3 separate regions of the Pan troglodytes genome follow, and regions 2 and 3 are each linked to region 1. The links are chromatin contacts, called in public Hi-C maps. All regions are on one chromosome and are shown on one strand. Each heading gives the region's core, a stretch centred on a gene start, on an enhancer-like site or on the middle of the called end of the contact. The rest is flanking DNA. Distances are from core to core; before and after follow the strand shown.

Region 1 (2,923 bases), core at 274-2,773:
CCCGAGCCGAGGGAGCGGAGCTTCGGAAAACCGCCGCGAGTCCCGCGCGCACCCGGCTCACGTTTGGGGGCTCGGCCCCGGGAGCTGCGAGGCCGGACTGGAGGGACCCGGCCCCGGAGGCGCGGACGGAACGGCGTGGGTCGGGCGGGGACCTCGAGGGGAGCGGCCCGGGCGCCTCTTCTGCGGGTGGGCGGGCGGGCGGCCTGCAGAGGAGGGGGCGGCGGGAGCAGGCGGCGCCGATTCCGCTCCGCGCGGCGCTGGCCGCTTCGCTGCACCCGGGGCTTCGGCGGGGCTGCGGGAGCCGCGCTGGCCGGGCCGCGGCGCCGCCTGTCCTCACCTGCCCGCCCGCCTCACCGCGGATGGCGCCGGCGACAGGGGCTGCGGGGTGCGCGCGGGCTGCTCGGAGGCGCTGTGGCGGGCGAGGGCGCGGGTGGCTGGAGCACCCGGCCCGCGGCAAGGACCGGCTGGCGGCAGGCGGGGCGCGCGGAGCCCGGGGCTCGGCCGAGACGGAGCGAAAGAGAAAGTAAGACCGGGGACCGGGCAGTCTGGCCGGGGCAGCTCTGTCCCCGCCGGGCCCGGCTGTGCCAGGCAAGCGGGTACAGAGGGGTCCACGCGGGCCCGAGGGCGGCAGCGGCGGGTCGGGAGGTGGCCGGGTGGGTCCCTCCTGTCGGAGGCACGGTCGCCCCGGCGGCCCGCGCAGGCTGCCGGCGTCCCAGAGGAGCGCCCTCCACCACGCGGGGCACAGCCGGGGATAAACTTCACGACCACAGTTCCTAGCCCGGGCAAAAGTCTCCATTTTGCTCCCCAAGTGGCTGCGGCTGTCCCGCCGTCGCCACCCCTGCCCCTGCGCCCGCGGAGCCGGGTGGGCGCCGGCCCGCGCCCCCTCCTCCGCCCCTCCCCGGCTCGGGGTCTCCCTCCTCTGCGCCCGGCTGGCGGACGCCAAAGGCGGTGCTCTAGCGCCCACTATTTCAAAAGCCCGGAATATGATTTGACCAGGACTGAGAGCCACTCGGAGAGAGAGAGGGAGAGAGCGAGCGGGGAGGAAAAAGTTGCTCTCCCCTTTCGTCAACTTTTCGCTAACTTTCACTTTTCGCTCCCCTCCACCCCCGGCCCTCCCCCTCCGCCCCCCTCCCCGGCCCCCACCGCGCGCCTCGGGTTCCCGGGCCCGAGCGCCTGACACTGGTGGGGGGGGAGGGGGTTCCGCGGGGAGGGGGCCGGCGCCTTCGGGGAGCGCGCGGCCCGGGCGCCCCGAGCCTCCGCGCCGAGCCCGGTCGCCCCGGAGCGCGGGAGGCGGAGCAGCCCCCCGGGCCGCGCGGCCGAGCCGGGGGCCCGGAGCCGCAGGCGCGCCGGCCGCGCCCCGACGCGCACCCCTGGCCCGGGCGCCCCGGCCCGGCGGCCCCGGCCCCGGCGGCGCGGCGCGGCCGAGCGCGGGAGACTTACTTTTGGCTAGCTTCCTCGCCCTCGCCTTGGATCGCATGGTGTCGGCTCGCGGAATCTCTCTCCTCCTCCTTGAGTCCAGAAGCAGCCACACACTATCTTCATCTCCCCAGCATTGTCAGTTTGGACACCTTCGCACATGCGCACAGAGCACTCAATCTGACACCCCTCGCCGGGGCCAAAAAAACTTTGCAATGTATTCATCATCCTCATCGTCGCGCCGCCGCCGCCGCCGCCGCCGCCTCGGCGCGGGATTGGGGGGCTCTCCTCGGCCTTCTCGGTCTTCGTCTCACTTATCTCTCCCCCCTCTCCCCCCCCCTTTTCAGCGCAGCTCGGAACTGGCCCTTTAAGAAAACATTCCGTGTTCGGCGCTCCCGCCCGGGGCCCGCACCCCGGACACTTTAAAAGGACCCAGGTGGCCCCGGAGGCGAGGTGACTATCCCCCCACCCTGCCCCTGCGTCGCGGCGCGTCGCGCTGCTGCTCCCGCCCCAGCCGGGGCCGAAGATGGGGCGGCGGCTGCGGTTTTCCACACGACTTCCTTGGATCTCGGGGCACACGCGCCGATAGTTCGGACGCGAGTCCGGGCTGGTTTTGCTCCGTTTTACTGCGTTTGATTACTAATTTAAAAGCTTTGCGTTCCCCGTCGCCCCGGCCCGCTTTTCTCCTGCATTCTCCCCTCGGCCCCCGTCCCCGCCCTGCGATCGCTGGAGGGGGCGTCGGGGCTCGCGCGCCAGAACCCGGCTCCTCCGAAGCCCCCTCCGGGCCCCACCGCCCCCCTCGGGCCTCCCGGCCCCCGCCTCCTCCCCTTCGCCCCCACCCAACGGCTGCTGCTTCGGGCTTCGCGGCTCAAAAACAACAGCGGAGGCGCCGCCAGCTCCGCGCTCCGCCACTGCCCAGGCCGGCGGGCGGCACTCGGACCCGCCGCCCTCGGTCCCTCGCGAGGCCACGGAGGCCAACACGCCTCGCACGGGGGGACAGCGCGGGGGCAGCCGTCCAAACACCAGGCGTCCTCGGCTGGTCGTCCCAGGGCGCCCGCACCTCTCCGCCCGCGCTCTCCTGCCGCCGCGCCCCCAAGGTGAGTACCCGGCTGCGCGAGCGCCCGAGCTGGGCCACCTTCGGGGACCCGAGCCTCTGGGGACACTCCCCTCTGGCCTCTCGGGGCCCAGGTGCGTAGCGGGCGGAAAGGCCGGCGGCGCAGGTGGAGCAGCTCGGACGGGAGCCGACCAGACGCTTCCTCTTCCCCTGTAGTCCCCAAACTCCGAGGCGCTGCGGTGGAGGGGCCGGGCTGAGCGCAGGCAGGGTGGCCCGGGCCCAGGAGCCTGACGGCCTGAGTGCGGATTTCTCATCTGAGTATCTGGGAATCGAGAATGAATTGGAAGAAAACCGAGGCGCTGCCCTGGCCAGGTTGCTGCCCCGCACCCTTCCGGAGCACCGAAGTCCTGCCCGGCAACGGGACTTGGAGCTGCCGCAGAGTCAGCCTGAGCC
Region 2 (2,827 bases), core at 169-2,668, 150 kb before region 1:
TCCTCCCTGGGCAGCTTATCTCAAAGAGACCAAGGCGAGGAGCTTCCCCGTGCAGACTGTAGCAGCACCCTTCGAGGAGGCGAGCAGATGCACGAGCCCTGCACCCTGGGCTGCCTCCCTGTTTGGGTTCCTGTTTGCCAGGCCCCTGCACACCTGTCATCCAGGGAGCTTCTCCCAGTGACACCCAGGAACTGCCAGAGAATGGGGAGAGAGACCAAGTGGTGTCCTTTCAAGGAAGGGCCCCTCTAGACCATCCCCAAAGTCAGCCTTCCGTTGCATTTCAGGCCAAGGAGAACCACAGCAGCCTGGGGGTACGGCAAGACTCGAGGCCAGGTGGGCCGGCTGCTCCTGTGGCCCCTGCACCTGCAAGCAGGTCTTGGCTTTCTCAGCCCTGCCGACCCAATGTTGCCCCAACCTGTGCTGGTCCTGCGTGACCAGGTCCCAGGCCCACAGAGCTGTGGAAGGTGGCAGACGCGGGGAGGGCTGCAGGTAGCTCCTGGATTGGCCCTGGGTGTGAGTCTGAGCCAGGACAGACCACAGGTCCTGGGGCTGCCCTGGCCGGCTGCTATGATGCCCGTGACGTGGCCCCACGGTGTTGGGGACAGGTTTTGTGTGCATCGGCTGGGAGGCTGGGCGTGCTGTGGGGCCACAGAGATGTGTGGAGGAAGGTGCCGCAGACGGAGTGACAGCGTGGGCACGGCGAGGACAAGATGCATTCCTCCCAGCGCGTGTGGGCACGGAATGAATGTCTCTTCAAAATGAGGGCTATGTCTGGAGATGCAGGCAAACCCATTTAGATCCTCTGAGAGCCCACTCGGGGGCTTTTACTGTCTGAGGTTACGTGGTCAATGGTTTTCAGGAGAGGCTCATTATTACTTCAGCGCCAAACATCTGTGGCCAGCACCGCAGCCTCACCATCTCCCCAGGGAGACTCCGCCGCTCTAGGTCCATGGCCTGTGCTAGCTCCGTGGATCCGGGGGACCTCATACCTGCGGGGGAGCTGGCTTTGCTGAGATACCCTCCTCCGGCTTGCCAGAGGTGGGGAGACAGCGCCCGGGAGGTATGGGGGTTTCTCCCGAAGTCGGTGAAGCAGGGCAGGCGGGCGGTTACAGAGCCTTGAAATGCAGGGTGAGAGAGATGGCCGCTCCTGCCATGTTCAGCCCTCGCTCCTGCCATGTTCAGCCCTCACTCCTGCGGGACATTATCTGCACAGAATCTCCCGAGTGCAGAGCTGTGGCTGGGATCTGGGAGAATTTTATCGTCCTGTTCCCGAACACTGCAGACAGACCTGGGTAATTATTAACCCGGCTTCTGACTCTCTCTGTTCCCAAAGATGATACTGCCCTACCGAGGCCCTGCCAGCCCCCTGCGCTCTCCTCCCACGCTGGACCCCTTCCCCCGCCCCAGCTCCAAGGGGAAAGAATGAGAAGGCAGGTCCTCCGGGAGCTGGCACGGCAGACAATGTGTGTCTTGTGTGAGTAATTTAGCGCTGTGGCCAGTCAATCTGGTTTCTGGGCCCGCTGCCCTGACCCTCTTTAGAGCTGCTTGCTCTCGCCGACACAGTGTGAAACATTTTCTTTCACTGCGCTGACACTCCGCAGATTGAGACGTCAGCCTGGTCCAACTGCAGCAAATTAGCAATTTTTCTTTTGCTAATTGGAAATAAAAATGTTTGCCGAGGGAGCCGTTTGTCGGCATGCGGTTTTCGGTTTCTGTGCACCGTGAGGCTGTGTTGAAAATGCATCCTGAGGTACTGCCCACCCTGGGGTGCCCCTCACCACAAATCCTAAAGGCCCTCCTCGCGGCAGTGTGCAGAACACGCCTCTCCCCTGCAGCTCTCCGCTCAGCCCGGCACTGGACGCGAGGACCCCTCCTTTGGGAGAGCTGGGCCCCAGGCTGTGAACTTTCAGAAAGCCATTGGGATTGGCAGGTGGCAAAACTGTCTAGGGTGAGCTGTGAGAAAGCTCTTTGCAGGGAAGAGGGAGAACACGTCTCCAAAAATGCCAGCTGGGTTACGGGATTTCTGAGCAAGCGTGGTTCGGGTTGTCCACCTTGTCCCCTGAGCGTGCACCTGGGGGAGGAGCGTCCTGAGGCCTGGCCTCCAGGGCACATCTGATTTCAGCCACCCCTCGCTGCCAAGAGTAGAAAAGACCCCAGCTCGTGGGTAGAAGGTGGCAGAGGCACCTGCCAGTGTGGATAAGGGGAGGAAGCATCTTCTGCTAATTGGAACAAAGAAAGAAAGAGCCAGAAGGAGGGCAGAGAATATCCCTTTCTAAGGAAGGGCCTTGAGATCAGGTGTAGCCATTCAAAACTTGGTGAAGAGACGGGCCCCACCGATGCCCACCTGTGCGGGCGGGCACATCTGTGTGCACGTGTGCGTACGTGTGCCTTGGGGTGGGTGGGTGTGCCCAAGTGTGTCATGGCCTGTTCCCGCACACCGAGGTGGCCCCGGCTGCCCCCTGGGGATACCTGGGGAAGCTGGGGCTGCTGGCCAGCACCTAACGGGTTACTGCCCTCCCCCCTTTTCTGATAAAGCATTTGACAGCCATGCCTAATAATTCTTTCTGCTGGGTTTTTTCTTGATGTCTTTATGTGAATATGAAGCCGGAATGAAAGGCTTTGGGGGACCCCCACGAGAGAGGAGAAGTACGAACCAGAGAGGAAGAAAGAGCCCTGCGGCTCCCTGCCGAGAGCCAGGCACCTCCTCTGGCCGCCACGCCAGGCTGCAGAGGCCCTTTGTAAGTGCAGGCGACTCTTCTTCACTTGGCCACGACAATAGTGTTTTGTGGCGAGGGATGGGATGGGGGCGGCAGCGAGGGGCTCGCCC
Region 3 (2,766 bases), core at 147-2,646, 220 kb before region 1:
CCTGCTCCCAGGAAGGCAGAGGACATGTCCGTCCCGAGATTTGTGAGTGGGGGCGACACAGCGGCTGCGGCAGGGCTGCTCAGTGGCCTGGGAATGCTTTGCAGCATCACAGGGATCAGGTGAAAACGTAAAACGACCTGAAAAGCAGAGCCTGGGGAACAATGGGGTGAGGGCAGAGGGCAGAGCTGCTTTCCCAGCCACACCTGGAGAGGTAATCAGAACGCCCAGGTGGCCAGCTGGAGGGGAGAGGCAGGGCCCTCCACGGGGCTGGGGCCAGAGGGCTGGGGTGCCCCAGGCCAGACTTTGCTCCTGGCTGCAGTCCACACAGCCCACCTCACCCTAGGTTTGGCCAGTGGGCTCTGAAAACCTCACCAAGGACCTTGGGACTCTCAGCAGGAAATGCTGGGGGCTGGCCCAGAACTTGGGGGGGGGCCAGAGAGTGCCAGCCTGCCTCCCTGGCACCCCGTCCAGGGCACCAGGTGAAGCGTTCCATGCTCAAGGGCTATACCGGCCAGAGAAACCTACCAACATTCGCCTCCGAAAGCCCGGGCCCAGAGGGGAGCAGGTCACTCAGGGCTTACAGCCCAGGAAGGGCCAGCGTGGTGAGTAGGTGCACCAAGCTCGGAAGCTGCCCTGGCGGCTGCAGACTCCTCAGCCCGGCCTCCAGCTCTGACCCTTCTCTGCTCTGCCCTGGCCTGGGCGGGACCACGCTGGGTTTCCCAGGCTTGGCCACCCCAGGCTCACAGGTGCTCCATGAAGCCCCCAAGACGCAAGGCCGTTTCTGGAAGCAACACCCCTTATCCTCCTCTCTGGCTGAGAATGAACCCTCAGATTCCCTGTCATAAGGCCACAGAGTCTATCTGAAGATGATCTGTATCAAGACCACACTCCCACGTTCTCAGGGTGTGGGGCACCCCCTGGCCGCCCCTTTCCCTGCAGGGCTGAACTCGGGCTGCTGGCAGGTCCCGGCTCCCGAAGGCTTCACGGCGACAGTGCCAGGAGAAGCCCACCTTGCAGTTGCTTTGCTCTCGACAGACTCCTAGGCCACCGGGAAACAAACTCATCATTTTGGCCACGCCTTGCACTGGTTTTCTCTGAAAATTCTGGCCTAATAGGAGAACGCCCACCTGGCTCTTCCTCCCTCCCCCTCCAGATAAATACTGCCATCTTAACACTTTAAAAAACACGCTCCAGGAACCACTCAGTTTACATAAAAAGCCAGACAGGGGCCGAAAACGTTTGACTCTTTATTTTAAAGGTTCCCAAAAGGCAGATAATGTCTGAGGAACCTGGGGCGCTTAATGTCGGTTTGCAAAGGCAAACCGGTGTGCTTTGGCGAGATGTCCCCCAGGCAGGCGATAGAGGGCGCCTCCACCCCAGCTTCCCGGGCGGGCTACGGGCGGCGGGTGGCGGGCGGCAGCCCCTGCCCCAGGCCCAGGCCATGGAAGGATAGCCCCCAGCTCCAGGCCCCCCCAGGCCTGCTACCCTAGGATGGCGGCATCCCAGCCAGGACCACAGGCCAGGCCCCCAGCGCACTTCCAACCCTGCGATGTGCCTGCGTCTCCTGGACACGCCGCGCACCGGCCCCCGAATCTGAGCCACATTCCTCCCGCAGAGGCACCTGGGCTCCTGCAGATCCTAACCTCTTAACTTTGCAGGCTTGGATGTGGGTCGGGGAGGCTATGTGGCCGCAACACCACCAGCCGGCTTTGCTGGAAGATGCTGGGGGAAGCAGGCGGGAAATGTACTCTTCCTTTGACCTTGAGGTCTGGTCCCCATAACCCTTCGCTGACCGCCCCGTCTCTCTTCCTCTGACCTTGAGGTCTGGTCCCCATAACCCTTCGCTGACCACCCCCTCTCTCTTCCTCTGACCTTGAGGTCTGGTCCCCGTAACCCTTTGCTGACCACCCCCTCTCTCTTCCTCTGACCTTGAGGTCTGGTCCCCGTAACCCTTTGCTGACTGCCCCCTCTCTCTTCCTCTGACCTTGAGGTCTGGTCCCCGTAACCCTTCGCTGACCGCCCCGTCTCTCTTCCTCTGACCTTGAGGTCTGGTCCCCGTAACCCTTCGCTGACCGCCCCCTCTCTCTTCCTCTGACCTTGAGGTCTGGTCCCCATAACCCTTCGCTGACCACCCCCTGTCTCTTCCTCTGACCTTGAGGTCTGGTCCCCGTAACCCTTCGCTGTCCGCCCCCTCTCTCTTCCTCTGACCTTGAGGTCTGGTCCCCGTAACCCTTCGCTGTCCGTCCCCTCTCTTCTGTGTGTCTGTCTCTGCTGTGGACCTAGGGGCACCGCGCAGCGTGGGGCAGAGGCTGTTCTCTCCACTCTGGGGAGTGGGTGAGTTGGGTCTGCCTGGGGCTGTCCTGTGCCATGGAGCCCACCTCCAGGGTCTGCTGCAGGAGGGAGGGAGGGAGAGAGGGACAGAGGGAGGGGCATTGGAGAATGAACAAGGTTGGGGGGCAGCTGTGTCCTTCATTGGCCTAAGGCCATTTGCAGCCACCCCGGGCCCTGGCCAAGGCCTGGACAGACATTCCCTGGCACCTCCATTGCAGGGACAGCCCTGCCTCTAATGGGCAGCTGTGCCTGGGATAGGCTGTGGAGCCCAAGCAGGAGGGAAGGTGACGAGGGGCTGGCTGGCCAGTTCCCACCCACGAGCCCGGCCACTGGGTCAGACCCCTCCAAAACCAAGTGTCGGGAGGGGCAGAGTGAAGACGCACCCCGCACCTGCTCGGGAAGCGCTGCCTCCCACCCGGCCTCACAGCCTCGCCT

Evidence for each region. A called contact is a pair of places that touch in the nucleus more often than the background predicts.
Region 2: a Hi-C map of stem cell-derived neural progenitor cells shows a contact between it and region 1, with 2.6 times the contacts expected there. The contact joins the enhancer-like site here to the promoter of PRDM16 in region 1. A contact is called at or near these places in 1 of 7 Hi-C or Micro-C datasets (stem cell-derived neural progenitor cells) and 1 of 1 datasets of contacts at active chromatin or transcription factors (stem cell-derived excitatory neurons).
Region 3: a contact with region 1 is called in a Hi-C map of induced pluripotent stem cells, with 2.1 times the contacts expected there. The contact joins the enhancer-like site here to the promoter of PRDM16 in region 1. A contact is called at or near these places in 2 of 7 Hi-C or Micro-C datasets (induced pluripotent stem cells and stem cell-derived neural progenitor cells).

The regions. Positions count from the first base shown.
Region 1 is chr1:229,022,211-229,025,133 of NHGRI_mPanTro3-v2.0_pri, forward strand. It overlaps PRDM16 (PR/SET domain 16), which reads right to left and starts at 1,524. Exons shown (of 17, transcript XM_016952782.4): 1 at 1,441-1,524. The coding sequence starts at 1,477. LOC748078 (a long non-coding RNA gene) reads left to right here and starts at 225. Exons shown (of 6, transcript XR_001717380.4): 1 at 225-523; 2 at 1,764-2,513; 3 at 2,687-2,923.
Region 2 is chr1:228,868,198-228,871,024 of NHGRI_mPanTro3-v2.0_pri, forward strand. The region is part of intron 2 of PRDM16 (PR/SET domain 16); the gene reads right to left. Among named protein-coding and RNA genes, the nearest start is that of PRDM16, 150 kb to the right of the region's middle. Within about 2 kb of position 1,419, at least 11 of the 24 cell types and tissues checked have an H3K27ac peak or open chromatin away from gene starts, as enhancers often do. A contact at or near this core is called in stem cell-derived neural progenitor cells, where this site is marked.
Region 3 is chr1:228,803,750-228,806,515 of NHGRI_mPanTro3-v2.0_pri, forward strand. All of the region lies in intron 3 of PRDM16 (PR/SET domain 16), which reads right to left. Among named protein-coding and RNA genes, the nearest start is that of ARHGEF16, 170 kb to the left of the region's middle. Within about 2 kb of position 1,397, at least 7 of the 24 cell types and tissues checked have an H3K27ac peak or open chromatin away from gene starts, as enhancers often do. A contact at or near this core is called in induced pluripotent stem cells, where this site is marked.